4 separate regions of the Mus musculus genome follow, and all the other regions are linked to region 3. The links are chromatin contacts, called in public HiChIP or PLAC-seq, Micro-C and promoter capture Hi-C maps. All regions are on one chromosome and are shown on one strand. Each heading gives the region's core, a stretch centred on a gene start, on an enhancer-like site or on the middle of the called end of the contact. The rest is flanking DNA. Distances are from core to core; before and after follow the strand shown. Region 1 holds the start of Micalcl (MICAL C-terminal like). Region 2 holds the start of Parva (parvin, alpha). Region 3 holds the start of Rassf10 (Ras association (RalGDS/AF-6) domain family (N-terminal) member 10). Region 4 holds the start of Far1 (fatty acyl CoA reductase 1).

The links. Promoter capture Hi-C pulls out the DNA fragments that hold promoters and counts their contacts. A called contact is a pair of places that touch in the nucleus more often than the background predicts. HiChIP or PLAC-seq counts read pairs in DNA pulled down with a chosen protein or histone mark.
Region 1: a contact with region 3 is called in an H3K4me3 HiChIP or PLAC-seq map of stem cell-derived neural progenitor cells, with 6 times the contacts expected there. The contact joins the promoter of Micalcl here to the promoter of Rassf10 in region 3. A contact is called at or near these places in 7 of 39 promoter capture datasets (cranial neural crest, embryonic stem cells, liver and 2 more), 1 of 15 datasets of contacts at CTCF or cohesin (large pre-B cells), 1 of 484 Hi-C or Micro-C datasets (cortical neurons), 4 of 115 datasets of contacts at active chromatin or transcription factors (astrocytes, embryonic forebrain, embryonic stem cells and 1 more) and 1 of 9 other capture datasets (liver).
Region 2: a promoter capture Hi-C map of embryonic stem cells shows a contact between it and region 3, with 11 read pairs. The contact joins the promoter of Parva here to the promoter of Rassf10 in region 3. A contact is called at or near these places in 5 of 39 promoter capture datasets (cranial neural crest, embryonic stem cells, liver and 1 more) and 5 of 115 datasets of contacts at active chromatin or transcription factors (cardiomyocytes, embryonic stem cells, pancreatic cancer cells and 1 more).
Region 4: a Micro-C map of embryonic stem cells shows a contact between it and region 3, with 4 times the contacts expected there. The contact joins the promoter of Far1 here to the promoter of Rassf10 in region 3. A contact is called at or near these places in 1 of 39 promoter capture datasets (stem cell-derived epiblast-like cells), 1 of 484 Hi-C or Micro-C datasets (embryonic stem cells) and 1 of 115 datasets of contacts at active chromatin or transcription factors (pancreatic cancer cells).

Annotation. Positions count from the first base shown.
Region 1 is chr7:112,371,975-112,376,292 of GRCm38.p6, reverse strand. It overlaps Micalcl (MICAL C-terminal like), which reads right to left and starts at 1,436. Exons shown (of 10, transcript NM_001381862.1): 1 at 924-1,436; 2 at 204-278.
Region 2 is chr7:112,425,913-112,429,984 of GRCm38.p6, reverse strand. It overlaps Parva (parvin, alpha), which reads right to left and starts at 2,279. Exons shown (of 13, transcript NM_020606.5): 1 at 1,885-2,279. The coding sequence starts at 2,020.
Region 3 is chr7:112,951,812-112,955,805 of GRCm38.p6, reverse strand. Rassf10 (Ras association (RalGDS/AF-6) domain family (N-terminal) member 10) reads right to left here and starts at 1,844. Exons shown (of 1, transcript NM_175279.3): 1 at 1-1,844. The coding sequence starts at 1,612. The coding sequence ends at 86.
Region 4 is chr7:113,512,064-113,516,180 of GRCm38.p6, reverse strand. It overlaps Far1 (fatty acyl CoA reductase 1), which reads right to left and starts at 2,347. Exons shown (of 13, transcript NM_027379.4): 1 at 2,244-2,347.

The sequences.
Region 1 (4,318 bases), core at 187-2,686, 580 kb after region 3:
ATCTTAAGGTGCTGGGATTTCCGAGTAGAGGGAGAGGAATGGAGAGTTCCCAAATCCCTCGGCAATGATTACAGCCAGCAGTGGAAATCAAGTCAAGCTAACAGTTTTCCTTGCCCTTGGATTCCAGGCTAGGCCAGAGAAGATACCATGTAAGGAATGAGCGAGACTGCCCTCCCCCACCCCTCCCCCTGCCCATGACTCACTGGACTGGAATCTTCTTCTCCAGTTCTGGTATTTGCTTGGAGTTGGAGACTGGAGGCTATGGGCCCGCTGCAGAGCTGAGGAGGGAGTAAGAGACCATTAGCTGTGTAGGGGAGGAATTTGTCTCCCATGGCTTACTCACCAAAAGTTAGCAGGAAGATGCTTAGGATGGGCGGAGACACTTCTTATCATAGTGTACTTCTCTGACCCCCCTCCCATTATTCATTAATTCATTCATTCATTTACTCACTCACTCATTCATACACACGTCCATAAAATAATTATATAGGAGGCTGGGGAGATGGTTTGATTCCCTGCAACCCAGATGAAATGCTGGGAGCAGGAAGGAAAGCCTTCCCCAGGAAAGGGCACATTAATGAGTTGCCCAGTGCTAACTGGTCAGGCCTGGAGACACATACTAGTAACACTATATAAACAAGACAGGTTATTTTTAGAAATATATCTGTATGATACAAATACATATATGCATGCAATAGCAATTAAGGAAAAAGGCCATGATTTCAAGTAGAGGAGGGAGAACTGTCTAGGAGAGTCTGGAGGGAGGGAAAGAAAAGGAGAAATGTTGTAATTAGATTCCAATCTCAAAAAGTAACCTGGCTGTAGAGGCATGTGTCTGTAATGGCGGTAGTCCTACAGTGAGATGGGAGAATAGAAACATCAGGAGAGACCCTGCCCCAATAAAGTAGAAAGTGAGAACTGACTCCTGGAAGTTGGGTTCCTGCGGAAGCACTTTTGCAGGGCCCTGTGTGCTTCCCCTCTGCCTGGCTGGGCCTTGAGCACAGGCACTGGCCGCCCCGAACCTCAGAACAGATGTGGCATCCAGCTGCATCCTGTTCCTGTGCAGGGCTCTCAGGCACGGGCCCCCGTGCTTCCATCATAGAGAAAGGAGGGGCGTGAGCGCACATGTGAGGGGCAGAAGGTAGAACTGGGAGGTATGGGGGAGGAAGAGACCCCCAGGAGGGGTCTGGGTGTGGGAGAATGAACAGGGAAGGTTCGAACACAGAACTCTTTGGATCCAACACCTCTCCAGTGAATGTTCTCTCACCTCACTTAGACATCAGCCCACCCCTGTGAGATCCCACCCCTGTGAGATCCCACCCCTGTGAGCTGACTTGAGCACTGCCATGCCAGCCACTACCTGGGTTTCCTTTCTCAGGACCAGAACCTTCAGCTCCTTAGGGTCTCTGCTTTAACCTCAGTGGGATAGTGGAACTGATGGCTCAAGTGCCCCACTGGTGGTAATAGGCCACGTAGGCATAGTTTCACCATAGTGAGGTCATAATATAATAAGAGTCCTAGGTCAGAGGCCCGGCTCCATGGGTTCTGTGAAGCTTGGGTCGAGACATGTCCCAGGAGGCTCAGGTATTTGAATGCTTGGGCACTGAGAGGGCTGGACTCGGAGAATGTATAGCCTCACCCTTCTTCCCGTTCACTTTCTGCTTTGTGTTTGCTATTGGAGAGGTGAGCTCCCAGCTTCTTGCTCTGGCCGCCACCGCTGCTTGCCGCCTGCTGTCAGGCCTCCGTGCCATGCTGGACTCTCATCCCTCTGGAACCGTAAGCCCAAATAAATCCATCCTTTTCTAAGTTTGTCCTGGCCATGGTGTTTTACCCATATGTCAAGCTTTTCCCAGAGAAAGTGAGCAGACGCCATTGTGAAAATGCAGGTTAAGTATTTTAAACACCACAAAGCAAGCATTTGAGCCCATCTCTGGAGTGCTGATGTGAGCTCTGGGTTTAATAGACAAAGATCTGGGTCAGGAGGCAAGAGAACAAAGTCCAGGTGGGGCTGGTTAATCAGTGTTTTGTTCTGGCTCTGCACAGTGACTAGAAGAAACATCTTAGTGCTTGAGAGAACAGGCCACGCCCTTCTCATGATCATGGAGGCTGGGGGTGGGCTGTGTGCGATCTCATCACCGTGACCGTTTGCCATGCTCTGCTGCTCTGAAATCTAAGGAGTGACTGTAGGTTAGAACAGTGACTGGAAACCTGTAGACTTCTTTGGGGGCCTGGAACAGGACTCTATAAGGGCTAAAAGTAAGCCAGGATCACTCTCTTCTTTATGCCTTCAACCTTGGCAGGTGGGAGAGATGGGGCGGGTATCACTTAGTTCAACACAGACGCTTCTGAAGTGATTGACACTCAGGAGTCTGGCCCAAAGCTTGGACAAAGACAGAAGCAAATTCAGGTAGAAAGGCCGGGTTTCCTTGCTCTGTATCAGCCTGTGGGCCCAAGTGAGCAGCAGCATTGGTCTCCTAATTTTGAGATTATAATATAAGCACATCATCTCTCCCTTCCCTTTCCGCCCTCTGGACTGTCCCATGTTCCTGTCCTTGCTCTCTTTCAAATTCATGGCCTCGGTTTTCCCCCAATAATTGTTGTTACACACACACACACACACACACACACACACATTCCTAAATATAACCTGCTCTGTTTGTATATTACTCGTATGTGTGTTTTCAGGGCAATGGGGTCTTGTGTTCTTCCCACTCTTTCTTCCCCTCTCAGCACGCCTTAGTTGACTCCAGTTCTTTGTGTAGGGTTGAGTCCACATGGGCTTTCCCCCCACCCACGTTGGCATGTGGATGTCCTAACTCGGCTTCCGTTTAGGTAGTCATGTTGGTGAGACTTCATGGATGTAGCATCTGACATGACTAGGAAACACAATCTCATTGAAAACATCCCAGTTCTCTGGATCTTACAATCTTCCTGCTCCCTCTGGATTCAGCACTTTTCAGCAAAAGAATCTGTCTGTCTGTCTGTCTGTCTCTTTCTGACTCTGTCTCTGTCTCTCCCCCCGCCCCTTTTTTCTTTCTCTTCCTTTGTGTTTGATATGGTCTCACTATGTAGCGCTGGCTGGCCTGTATCTTGCTGTGTAGACCAGGATGACCTCAGGCTAGCAGCAACCCTCCACCCTCTGCTTATCAAGTGCTGAGAATACAGGTTTGCATACCCACATCGGGCAAAAGAAATGTCTAAGTAACGTTTACAGCAATGGTTTATTGAGCAGTGTCAAACAGCACAAAGCTTAGCTGAGTCCCTTCTCTCAAGCTTGCACTCTGTGTGTACTACTACATAGTAGTATGTTTGCATGTAGGTTTTATGTTCGTTTTTAAAAATGTGTATGAGTATTTGCTTGTATGTATGCCTGTGTACCATGTGCATGCCTGGTGCCCTCAGAGTCCAGAAGATGTGTCATAGTCCCTGGAGCTGGCAGTACAGGCAGTTGTGAGCCACCATCTGAGGGCTGGATCCTCTGCAAGTGCTCTTACCTTCCGAGCTATCTCTCTGGCCCTACTCTGTGTTATTTTAAAGGATCACTGTTGGAGCTCACAGTGCACAACCTGTTTTGGGGAAAGGCGTAGAGGGCAGGAATTTAGCCAGATGTCATTGATCTGATTTCATTGTTGCATACTAGCAATGTTCTTCCTTCTCTATAGCTGTTGTCAAATGACCACTCAAAGATGAAGAAGAACTGACTTGTTTAGGCTGGCACAACTTGGGGACAGATTGCCCTCCTTAGTTGTACTGATTTCTGTCCACGAACTCCATGAATTAGATATATTCGCTTAGTGGCTTGGGCAGGTGCTGGAGCCACTTCATTCACACACACCAGCAAGCTGCCCTGCTGTGCTGCCTAAAGCGCAGGCATGCTGACCTGCATCGATGCACTTGGGATTCTTGTGCCAGTGCAGACACTTGATCTTGCTCTAGCCCACGGAGCCTGGCTCTGGGATGGTAGAGATTTAGGACCATGCCTTTGACGTAAGATTAATAGACACCACTGAACTGGGTTCTCATGCTTTGGATTTTAAGTGTCCCTAAAGGGCTAGCGTGTGAAAAGCTTGGTCCTTAGCCTGTGATGCTGGGGAAGGCGGTGGGAGCTTTAGGAGGCGGGGTCTAGGGCAGGGAAGCTGGGTCACTGGGCTTGGAGCTTTGAAGGACCTTGAGGATCTTTGCCCCTTTCTGGTTTTCTTTTCACTGCTGAGATGCCACCAGGTGAGCAGTTTTCTCCACCATGGTGTGCTGCCCCACCACAGGCTCAAAGGCACCTGGGCCAGGAGACCACAGAGACTGACATCCCACCACGGCAAGC
Region 2 (4,072 bases), core at 1,030-3,529, 530 kb after region 3:
ACACTACAACAATTAATGGTTTACCAGCACACCTGCCCACTATTTTTGCGTCTGTGGTATCAGAGACCTATGGCCAACTGTGGTTGCAAAATACTGAATGAAAAAAATTTCAGAAATAATTCCTAAGTTGCACACCATTCTGATTAGCATGATGAGATTTTGCTTCACTCCAAACCTTCCTTCATTCCTGGGATAGGAATCCTATGGATACACATTGTATACGCAGCCTTGGTAACTTAGTAGCCATCTTTGTTATTGGCTCAAGTATCAGCCTGACTGTCTCAGCACTGCAATGCCTGTAATACTAAGTACTATCTGTTGTTATTATTACCATTATTGTGTGTGCATGATGCATGTATGTGGGTATTCTGGCACAGGTCAGAGGTCAACTTTGTGGAGTCAGCTCTTTTCTTCTACCTTACATAGGATCTAAATCCCCAGTCTGGAGTGGCACGTGCCTTTACCCACTTAGCCATCTCAGCCATGTTAACCTCTTACTGTGCCTAACATACAGGTTAAACTTTACCATATACATGTCCAGGGAAAAGCACACTATATCAGGCTCAGAAGAGCTCATAGTATTGGCCATTCGATGAGCATCCTGGAGTCATTCTGTTAGAAATAAGGGGGGACTAGGTACAACAACCACTTGGGGGTGAGGTGATTTTTAGATTCATGCCACAATCTAGACAACAGACACTTAGCTCATGCACTGAGTTTGCTAATTAAACACCAAAGTGCTTTCCATACTTCAGGAGACTAAGAACATGAGACATTTCCTAGTTCATCACCTCAGACCTACTAAAGTAAACTCCTGAAATGATCTGGAGACTTGGGCTAGAAACACCGTGTCGGTAAAACACTTGCTTAACATCAGAGTCCCTAAGATCAACCCCCAGTACCACAGAAAAGAACAATCAATTAACACCAAGCTGGGCAGGCCTGTAATCCCAAATACTTTGGAAGCCGAGGCAGGAGGACCACAAAGTTCTGCCTGGGCTACACAAGACTAAGCACAAGGCTAAAGAGTCTCAAAAGAGAAAGAATAAGACCGCGGTGCTCACGCAGTAGACCTAAGGCCCTCTAAATCCAATCCCAGCCATGCCAAAGAGGAAAACATTTTAAACCCCTTTTTATTCACACACCTATCGCCACATTGATTTTTAGAATCATCACTGCATTTCCTACGCCCAAATGTGAGTTGTAAATTCTGCCTACGGGGGAAAAAGTACTTTCCACAGAAACTATTCTGGAAACAAAAAATGAGATTGCTGCAATTCACTGTGGTGGGAAAAAGAAATCTTTTCTTTTTCTTTAAATAAAACTTGGAATGGAATGTCCAGGTTCACAGCAGGGTCACAGTCCTTAGGTGTAGTGAGTTTATCTCACCATTCCTCAATCCCCCCCCCCCCAACTTCGGCACGTTCTTCTCTCAGTCAGTCAACTAACATTTTATACAGATCATCAAAGTCCACACAAGTCCAGGGAGCCCGCGAGAGATCCAAGGAGGCCATTGCAGCTGCAGCAAAAGACCTGAAGGCGCCCAGGAAACGACGGCGCAACAGACCAATGAAGGCTGAGAGCGGGGAATGACGGCGCCCGAGAAAACTTTCCAGCAGAAACTTGGCAAATGCCAGTCCTCGGGCGCGCAGAGGGCGGGGACAGCGGCCTAGGGGAGAGCACAGGGGACCGGCTGGGCCTGGGCTCTGGGACAACAGCCACCCAAAGCCTGGGCTCCGCCTGTGGACCAGAGATGACACCGACCCGGTTAGGGCTTTGGAGGCGACATGGGGACACTGAGAGGCGCGCCCAGGCACTGCCAGGGGGGTCTCCCACTTCCAGGCTCCCGATCCCTGCAGCGCCCACGGCCTCGGCTGTTCCTACCTTCTTTGGCTTTCTTCCTCCGGGCCAGCGTCCCTCCGAGTTTCCCCAAGAACGAGTCATCCTTCTTGCGGGACGGAGGCGACTTGGGAGTGGGTGATTTGGGGACCAAGGGCGACTTCTGTGGGGATGTGGCCATGGCGGCTGGACGCGGAGCTGGAGCTGGGCGGCCGCGGCGGGCGGCGGCGGGACTGAGGCTGCGGCTTTCCAAACGGAAGCGGAATTATTCCAGGCATTTGAGGCAGCTCGCTCGCCTTTCCCGTCCCTCGCTCCCTCCCTCGCGCCGCCCTCCGCCCTGCGAGGAGCTGCTGCGCCTGGGGCCCCCGTGCCCAGGGCTGCCCTGGCTACGAGGATGCCCTGGCTTGCCGCTTGCTGGGGGCTATAGACGCAGGGGCAAGTGCATGCTAGGGGGACGTGAGGTCTTATCTGGAGCTTGGAAGCCTTCACTTCTCTGCTTTGCATACACACACACACACACACACACACACACACACACACACACACACGCGTCAGAATCCGCAGGGAATCAGCCCTGTGACCCTATTTCCCAGCTGCTGCGGTCTCTTGCTCTACCTCCTGCATGGATGGGTTCCTATACTGTTAGTACTTTTGTCTCACAAAGAAGTCAAGGATCTAAAATGGGCTCTGGTCCCAACAGACTTCCCGTTCAACTTCTGCATGAATCTGCGGACTTCCACCTTCTCCTGTCCACACTCAAACAAAGCTGGAAGTCCACGACGGCAGACGCTCATCTATCTAGCCAAGAGCAATAGAATTAGTTCCAGACTCTCTTGACCTGACGCTGGAGTCACACCAGGCAGTTTTAAAGATTCATGCTGGAGATGTTTAGGAGTCCTGCGTACTTTTACTGTGCTTCTTCGTCCTAAGTTGTGGCTTGACCATCTCTTTCCCATTCTTTCAGGATACCTTGGTCATACACCAGCGGGAAGAGTTACATAACTGTTTCCACAGCTCTTTCCGTGATGGGGCATAAACAAATATCTATGTCTCCTTCCCAGAGCACCACCACCAAATTACCTTTTCCCTGAAATCAAGCTTGGGATCCAATGAGTTTATCAGACTTACAGAGCCTGGGGAAGGAGTCACCTACAGGAATGTGGGCGGGCCCCAAAGCAGCTGCACTACTGCAAATTTCTACCCCAGGGCGGATGACTTCCCCTAACTGTCTAAATGGAATCCCCTTCAGCTAATCTTCAACAGACTACTACTCTAACACCTCCAGTGACCACGTGGAATTAGGACAGAATGACCTAGTAGGGTTACAAGAGGGAGTGGCCAGAATTGAGATGAAAATTCAGTGACTGTCCCTGCTCCATCCTTCTATAAGGGAACATCAATAAACAGGGTCGGTCTCTAGGTCAGGAGTCGAGTGGGAAGGGAGGTCGCAAGTTCTCACATCTGCTTAGATGAAGATGGTGGCTGTCTTGCTCTGAGGAGGGCTTTCCACATGTACACTACACACACTGATGGAATCTGACTGAACCTCTGACTCAGAGGGAGCAAGATTTTGAACTGAGCTGGAGAAATCGGTCCAGCAGTTGGGCACTAGGTTGTGATCTAGTGCCCAGCTAGGCAGCAGTGTCTGTTCTCAGCCAGAGGCACGTGTTGATGAGTGACATGCATGTTGGTGATGAGAATGTGTGTCTTAACTTCCTTCCTATTGTTCTGATAAATCCCAGAACCGGAAGCAACCTAGAGAGGAGAGGGTTTATTTTACCTGTAAGGTAGCAGTCCATCACGGAGGGAAGTCAAGGCAGGAGTCTGGAGGCAGAAATCGGAAGCAGAGACCATGGAGAAATACTGCTTACTGCCTTGCCTCTCCTGGATTCCTCAGTTTGCTTTATTATACAACACAGGACCACCTGCCCAGGGGTGGCACCATGCATAGTGAGCTGGGCCCTTCCATAGCAATCATTAATCAAGAAGATGCCTCTCGGACTTGCCAATAGGCCAAGCTGATAGGGGGCATTTCTCAATTGTGGTCTCTTCTTCTCAGATGTCTCTAGCTTGTGCCTGGTAGACCAAAACTAAGCAACATAAAATACACTAGGAGGGACATGGGGATATAGGGCAGTATCTGGTGTGTGTGTGTGTTATGTGTCACGTGTGACACTCCAGGCATCCAGAAATGAATAAAGACATTTTCTCAAGAGGCCATGTGGGTCAGAGG
Region 3 (3,994 bases), core at 595-3,094:
GCTCACCCCCATGGCCTCACTTCATGTCCCTGAGCAGGCCAAACCAGTGCATTCTGCAAGCGTCTAAGCTTGCTCCCTACTACTTCTACACAAGGGATTCACACACAGGGGGTACCGAGTCTGAGTCTTGGCTATGCATGGAGCTCAGCCCAGTATCTGAGTCCTCATCGTTGCCCGGGCAACTCTTAGCCAGTCCCCGGGCCTGGTCTACCCACATTTCTGCACAGGTCTGAGGCTGAGGTTCGCGAGAGGGTCCGCTGGAACCCAGAGCCCCATCATGCACCACCGTCTGCTCAAAAGTGTGCAAACTCTGGAGAAGGCCCTGAAGCTCGCGCTCCTTAATGTCCCTCTGCTGCTGGCTGTAATCCAAGTCCGCCTTGACGGCCTCCAGGTCCGTGCTGAGCCTCAGCCCGATGTAAAGGCTGGTGCTGAGCTGCGTCCTGACCCGCTCCTGCTCCAGCAGCAGCTCGCCATCCGGACCACCATCGGGCTCTAGGGACTCCTCTCGAGCCGCCAGCTCCTCATTGCGCCGCTGCATCCAGCGCTGGTTCAGTTCCTCCTGGATCTCGGCGGACAGGCGCTCTAGCAACTCCTCCTGCTGGGCGCGCTCCTCCTGCAGCCGCACCAGGTCGTCACAGCGCCTGGCCAGCTCCTCCAACGCTGCCGCCTGCGCCTCGCTGTCCAGGGGTGCCGCCGGTTCTGTCCCCTTCTCCTCCAGTGTCGCATCTTCCGGCTCCCCTTCAGGAGTTTGTCCGTCCAGGTCGATGCCGGCCCCCACTAGATAGGTATCCTGCACGTAGTTGACTCCGTGCCTCCGCATGCGGTCTAGGTGCACCTTGGCTTCGTAGCGGTCTATCTCGCGGTCCAGCTCCCGGAGCCGCTGCACCTGCTGGCGAATCGTGTGGTCCTGCGACAGCACCAGATGCACCAGCGTCTCCATACGTTCTACCGACGCGCTCTCGTGGGTCCGAGCAGACGACGAGCAGGACGAGGCGGTGGACGACGACGTGGACGAACAAGGTGACGACGGCTGCTGCTGGCGCCTCCGGTTGAGCTTGGCCAGTTTGCGGAAGGCCTTGCGTACCACCCGCCGCTGCTTCTCCTGGGTCAAGGCCAGGCTGGGCCGTGCTGGGGCGCCCCGGGCCAAGCAGGGGCGCTCGCGGCTGAGCACTACCCGCGCCTCGGCGCTGCGCGGTCCGGCGTTGGGCAGCGACGCTTCGCTGCGCACCAGCACGAAGCGTACATTCTCCTGCTCGTCGCCCCAAGCAGTCCAGAGGCGCAAGATCCGCGTCTTGTTGGGCAGGATGCGCTCAAAGCCGCGCCACTTCTCCACAATGCAATAGCACTGCGGGGGCCCACATAGCATGCCCGGGGGCATCGCGTCGTCGTCATCCTCGTCGTTTTCGTCCGGGGGCTCGGGCAGCTCCAACTGGCCCGAAGGGTCTTCCGTCAAGCCCCGTCGCTGGCCCCGCCGCTGCCTGCAGCGCCGCCGGCAGCCGTCCTCCAAAAGCACCCGCACCACGTCCGAGCAGGTGGTGCGGCGGGAGAGGCCGGACACCAGCTTCTCCTCCTGGCAGATCCACACCGATATCTTCTTCTCCGAAGGATCCATGGCGCAACCGGGACGTGAGGAGCAAGTCCGGCTAGGTGCAATTAGGGCAGCAGGGCCAGCGCGGGCAACCTGGCAGCTCCCGAACTGCAGTAGAATCCGTGACCCTGTCTCCGGCCTCACTAGCCTTTCTCCCGGACTATGTACTGAAATCGGGCAGCGGCTGCTTTCGGCTCGGACGGCGGACTCTCCCAAAGCAGCACGCCGGGGCTCAGGTTCCAGCGGCTCTGGCTCTGCCCGCGGTGCCCGAGGCCTCCGGGTTTTGCTCCTCCCCACCTGGCTCCACCTCTTCCCGCCCCCCAGCGCCCTGAGCCGCTGCTGAGAGCACCGCAGGCGGGGCGCCCAAACTCGCCCCTCCCAGCCCTGCGGACGGGTCTGCCCCTGGCTCAGGTTACTGGCGTCCAGTTCCTAGTTTTTTCCACTCAGAGCAAAGATGGACTCCCGGGACCTTTCTGATACAAGGCCTGGAGCCTTCACCTCTAGGCATCAGCTCTGCGCCTGGAGCCCGCACCTCTGCGCCTCCCTGGGCTCAGCTACGCCTTGCCTCTAGACTTGGTTGGAAACACCTTAACCCGATGTGCGTGGTCTTGTGCCTTCTGTACAATGCACTTTGCACAGACGGGGAAACTGAGGCACCTAACAGTTTCTACTAGAGACGTTGTGATCCACTACCTGACCAGCTCACCTTTGTAAGCGCTGCCTCTAAACCTTCCAGTCTTCCTCAACCACAGTGGGGTCCATGATCAGATTTGCAATGATCTAAGGGTGGTACCCAATTCCCCATAGGTCAGATCTGTAGGTCCCCACTTTGCCCCTCCACTTCCCACAGCCTTGTTGACAGAGAAGTCAGGGCCAAACCTAAATTGATCACCAGTCCTGACTCCAAAGGGGAAACCGAGGCTATTACTATGACTGTTCCCATTGCATCTAAATGTCGTCTGGAAGTGATGAGAATCAAGTATCAGAACAGAAGAAATTCAAAGCCACTCTAATCGAAGCTTAAAACCCTCTCAGTGAAAGGCTTGTCCAGGGAAGCCCAGATCTGACAGCTCACTCCCCTGCCTCAAGACCTTGGATGTCTCATTATTTCTTGGAAAGTGCTTTGGTCGATTGAATGATTCCTTCCTGGAACATTTGCTGGGTTCCCACTGTGCTCTAAGTCCAGTGCAAGTGGTGTGATGATGAGCAAGCCTCCTGGCCTGCCAGCAGCTCACCATAGCTCAAGAGACATTTCCAATCAGTCTGGCGGTTCCTCAGAAAACTGGACATAGTACTACCGGAGGATCCAGCAATACCTCTCCTGGGCATATATCCAGAAGATGCCCCAACAGGTAAGAAGGACACATGCTCCACTATGTTCATAGCAGCCTTATTTATAATAGCCAGAAGCTGGAAAGAACCTAGATGCCCCTCAACAGAGGAATGGATACAGAAAATGTGGTACATCTACACAATGGAGTACTACTCAGCTATTAAAAAGAATGAATTTATGAAATTCCTAGCCAAATGGATGGACCTGGAGGGCATCATCCTGAGTGAGGTAACACATTCACAAAGAAACTCACACAATATGTATTCACTGATAAGTGGATATTAGCCCCAAACCTAGGATACCCAAGATATAAGATATAATTTGCTAAACACATGAAACTCAAGGAGAATGAAGACTGAAGTGTGGACACTATGCCCCTCCTTAGATTTGGGAACAAAACACCCATGGAAGGAGTTACAGAGACGGAGTTTGGAGCTGAGATGAAAGGATGGACCATGTAGAGACTGCCATAGCCAGGGATCCACCCCATAATCAGCATCCAAACGCTGACACCATTGCATACACTAGCAAGATTTTATTGAAAGGACGCAGATGTAGCTGTCTCTTGTGAGACTATGCCGGGGCCCAGCAAACACAGAAGTGGATGCTCACAGTCAGCTAATGGATGGATCATAGGGCTCCCAATGGAGGAGCTAGAGAAAGTAGCCAAGGAGCTAAAGGGATCTGCAACCCTATAGGTGGAACAACATTATGAGCTAACCAGTACCCCGGAGCTCTTGACTCTAGCTGCATATATATCAAAAGATGGCCTAGTCGGCCATCACTGGAAAGAGAGGCCCATTGGACTTACAAACTTTATATGCCCCAGTACAGGGGAATACCAGGGCCAAAAAGGGGGAGTGGGTGGGCAGGGGAGTGGGGGTGGGTGGATATGGGGGACTTTTGGTATAGCATTGGAAATGTAAATGAGTTAAATACCTAATAAAAAATGGAAAAAAAAATAAAAAATAAAAAGAAAAAAAAATAAAAATAAAAATACACAAGTAAGAAATTAAAAAAAAAAAAAAAAAAAAGAGACATTTCCAGTACCAGGCAAACACAATACCTTGTGT
Region 4 (4,117 bases), core at 1,098-3,597, 560 kb before region 3:
CTCCCTCTGCCTCCTGCGTGCTGGGATTAAAGGCGTGTGCTGACAATCCCAACACCACCATCCCCTAGCCCCCATGCCTCCTTTACTTCTTTTATAACAAGTCTTTTCTCTAACAGGCTCAGGTCTGACCTTTGGATTTTCTGGTAAATCATGAATCTCCAGCATTCTCCAGTGTCTGTCATCAAGCAAATGTTCAATTCATGTCTGATTCTGCCAAATCCGACTTGCCATGTAATAATAGCTGGTGTAACCTTAGGCAAGTCAAATCTGTCTGAACCTCTCCCTCACCTATGAAATACAATCAAATAATGATACTTGGAAAGCTCAAAACAGTTTCTGGCACAAAGTAGCAACCAATAAATTTCTAACTATCAAAAAAATTGGGGGGTGCATATATGCCCCATCTTCAGTCCAACTGTTCTGTTCCTTCGAGCCATCACAGGGAACCACTATTTACCAACCAACCAAGCTGCAGGAAGAAGCTTAACTGATGGCTACATATCTAACCATTTCTTCAGACAGATCTGTAATTGGACTTAGAAACTATTTACACTTGTGAGGTTTTTAAATCCACAGTCTGCTTATACTTCATCCAAACTACTGTAATCATTCTTGTGTCTAGTAATAACCCACACACCAACTCCTGGTGCAAATGACCCAAAATTCACCTTTTCCAAAAAACTTGCCCTTCTCTTGAACTGTCTCTCTGCTTACAGGTAACTCAGCCCTTTGGGAACTAGATTATACTAAAAGCAAAATGTAATTACAGTAATGTGTTACCCACAAATACCTTCTCTGTCCTAAAGAATGATCCATTAGCTAAAATTCTATGCTGAGCTGGTGAATAAGAAAACATTTATACAACTGCTCTCTTGAATTCTGCCCTCAAACTGTAACTTTTCACCGGCCTTTTGTCCTATCTTTAAGCAGAAATTATCTCTCCCATTTAAATCCACTGAAAATGTGGATTTAATTCTACCTGTACCCTACAAATAAAAGCTTCAAAGAGGAAAGCAGTTGACAGCAACACACATATACTAATGTCTTTCTTAAGTGAAAATATTTTTTGTTTATTTAACTACAAAACTAGTCTCAAAAGTGAAAGCAACTGCCCAACAAGCATAAAACAAATTCCACTACATTAAAAAGATTGCTCATTCAGAACTGCACAACTACATTCACACAGTATCACTTCTGTTTTTGTAAGACACCTTGCACCATCCTCATGTCATATTACCCATCCATTATCCATCCCCAACCAGACTCTTTAAATGTTGCCCTTAGCACTTTTCTTTAAGAATTAAGCAATTTCCCAGTCCAAAAAAAAAAAAAAAAAAAATCAAAGAATACTTAATACCCATTACTTCTAAGAGCTAAGTTTGTGTGAGCTGTGGCTAAACAATCAGATGGATCATCCAGGGGACAGCATAAAGGTGAGCTAATGATCAGCCTCAGTAGGTAGCTACGTTGAGTGTTCCGAGCTGTCATCCTGAGATACTCTCTCTCAACTCTGTACTCCCAACTCACTCCACTGTTCACAAAAGATCCCCACCCTTGAGCAAGCACACAGAAATCCACCTTGACTGTTCCTTGTGTACTTTCCAAGAAACCAAATAACGCCTTCTAGTCAGACAGCCTCCATCCACCCCTCATCTAAAATCCACTCCTCGGACACCTTCCGGTTTCTGTGTGTACCTTCTCACACTCCACATGCCCTGTCCCCATTGGTCCAGAGACCTTAACCTTCAAACCCCAAACCAGTTCTCCATCTCTCAGCTGATTTCTCCGCAACGCCATTGATACCTACTTCCCAGAGGCCGATCCCACTCTGGAGCAGGGGCCTCCTCACTGGACGCCCTCTCCAGAGCATCACCCCTTTCCCATCACTTTCTTCCTCTCAATCCCAGGCCGCCACCCTCCTCCGTTAACTCGGGCCCCCACCGTGGCCGCCTCTGCGCGGCCTCCCCCCGCAGACGGAACCCCTGCCTCCCCGGGTTGCAGGCCAGGGGCCTCTAAGCTCCCTCGCCGCGGCCCTGGCAGTCGGGAGGGCGGCGGCCCGGCCACGCCGCGCAGGGACAGTCCCAGCAGAGGAGGCGCCCCCGCCTCCAGGCGGCCGTGGCGGGGCGGGGGCGGGGCGGTTCGCAGGCCCCACCTCAACGCAGCCCGGCCTAGGACTCCCGCAAAACGGCGGCCAAGTGCGGAGGGGCCGCGGCCGAGCCTGCGACAGAGCCCGTGCCGCTCACCTCGACGCGGAAGCTCGGGCCTCGCTCTCCCTTCAGCGATGGCTACGCCGTGGTCGCGCTCTCCTCACTCGCTTTTCACCGCCCCCGACCGGCTGCTGAAGAGCGGACCGACAGCGGTGCGCCCATTGGCTGAGAGCGCTATGGCGTCACGGGTCCCGACCGCGCCTCGGGGTCTGACTGGTTGGCGTGGCGCCTCTTTTCCACGTCTGCTCCTGATTGGCTCTTGCTCACACTCTTCCCGGGAGAACCGCTCACCCTCCACTCTTCTTCAGCCGCCCACCCCAAACCCCCCAGGCAGGACGGCCAATGGGGGAGCGGAGAGAGGCCGGGAAGTGGGCGGCTGGGCGGTGTGGTCGGGGAAAGCGCAGCCAATGGGCGCGCGCCGCACATCCCCGCTCAGCAGCGCCGCCCCCGGCCGCCCGCTTCCCGGAGGGTCGCGCCCTGGGCCACGCCCGACTACCCTGGCGCGGGAGCCCAGCCCACGCAAAAGGTGCGGGACAAGTGGCAGACGTGAGAGCCCGCCCCGCAGCCATCGCGGCGTGCTTGAGTACTGCCAACGTGCACCCTGGCGCTCCCCAGATGGGGCCGGCTACCCTCGGTCTTAACTGAGTGTGAGGATCCTCCCTGATAACTGCCAGCTTGGTTCCTTCGGAATGTGGAGCCAGCACTGTATGGACCTTCTGAAGGGCCCATCGGGAGGACTGGAGCCCGCGTCCATCCTCCCCGAGAGACTGTCCACCTAGTCCTTCCTCCTTCAAGACAATCCCGTGCAAGATGTAGGGACAGTGAGAGAAGTTTCAGCGTTGGAAGGTGGGGCGTGTGCTGAGAGCTAGGGTGCACGGGAACTTGCTGAGTGTCGCGAGCTAGAAGGTAGATACGCGTAGTTAGTATAACAAGTTTTATTTAGTTATGCTTTGGGTCTTCACACAATATAAACACTCTGAATTCCTAACTACGGTCCTAAGCCTATCTCCCGAGGCTGCTTACCTATGCGATGTATCTTGGCTGAAGGTCAGGTCCAGTCTCAAACAGAAATTTCTGATTCCAGGGGCAGGATCCTAGAAAAGATTCTCCAGCCACAGGGCAGATCAAAGTGGCATCTCTCCAGATGTGCAGAGCAGAGCATTGCTCTTAGTCTCTGCTTATATACTGTTCACTGGGCATCGTGGAGTTAGTTCTAGGACTATCTCTTGTTATCTTTGAGTGAGTGGTGTACGGAGTTATGGTTATCAGGTGCAGCCTTGAGTGTAGTGGGGATCCTGACTACACTATTTTTACATGCCTAAAAAACATTTTTCTAAAAAACTATGCTCATTACAATGTATGAGCTGGGAACCTGTTTTTTCTTGATGTGGTGGTGATTACCCGGGTGTATGAAGAAGATTCGTGGGGCTGTGTGCTTCATGCACGGTGCAATCATTTTGGAAAAAACTATTGCATCCTGGTTATAATCAACACCAGGCTTTAGCTGTCATTCAAAAACTAAAAACCGAGGCTAGAGAGAAGACTCAGTGGCTAAAAGCAGGTACTGCTCTTTCAGAAAATGCGAGTTCAGTCCCCAGTAATCTACAGTTGGCAGTTCACAATCACCTGCTAGTAATGCCTCCCTTCTGGGCTCCATGGGCACCTGCACTCACATCCACATACCACCCACATACAGACACACGCATACACGTAATTTAAAATAATAGAAATAATACTTAAGAACTACAAACTACTACGGGTATAAGGGATTGCCCTTTTTGCAAACTCTGTGCTTTTTTTATTTGACAATCTCATATGTATGTTGGATGCATTCTAACAGATACACCTCCATTAATCATCTCACTCTAAAGCCTCCTGCTACTTCGATGTCTTTTTTTAATCCCCGAGTT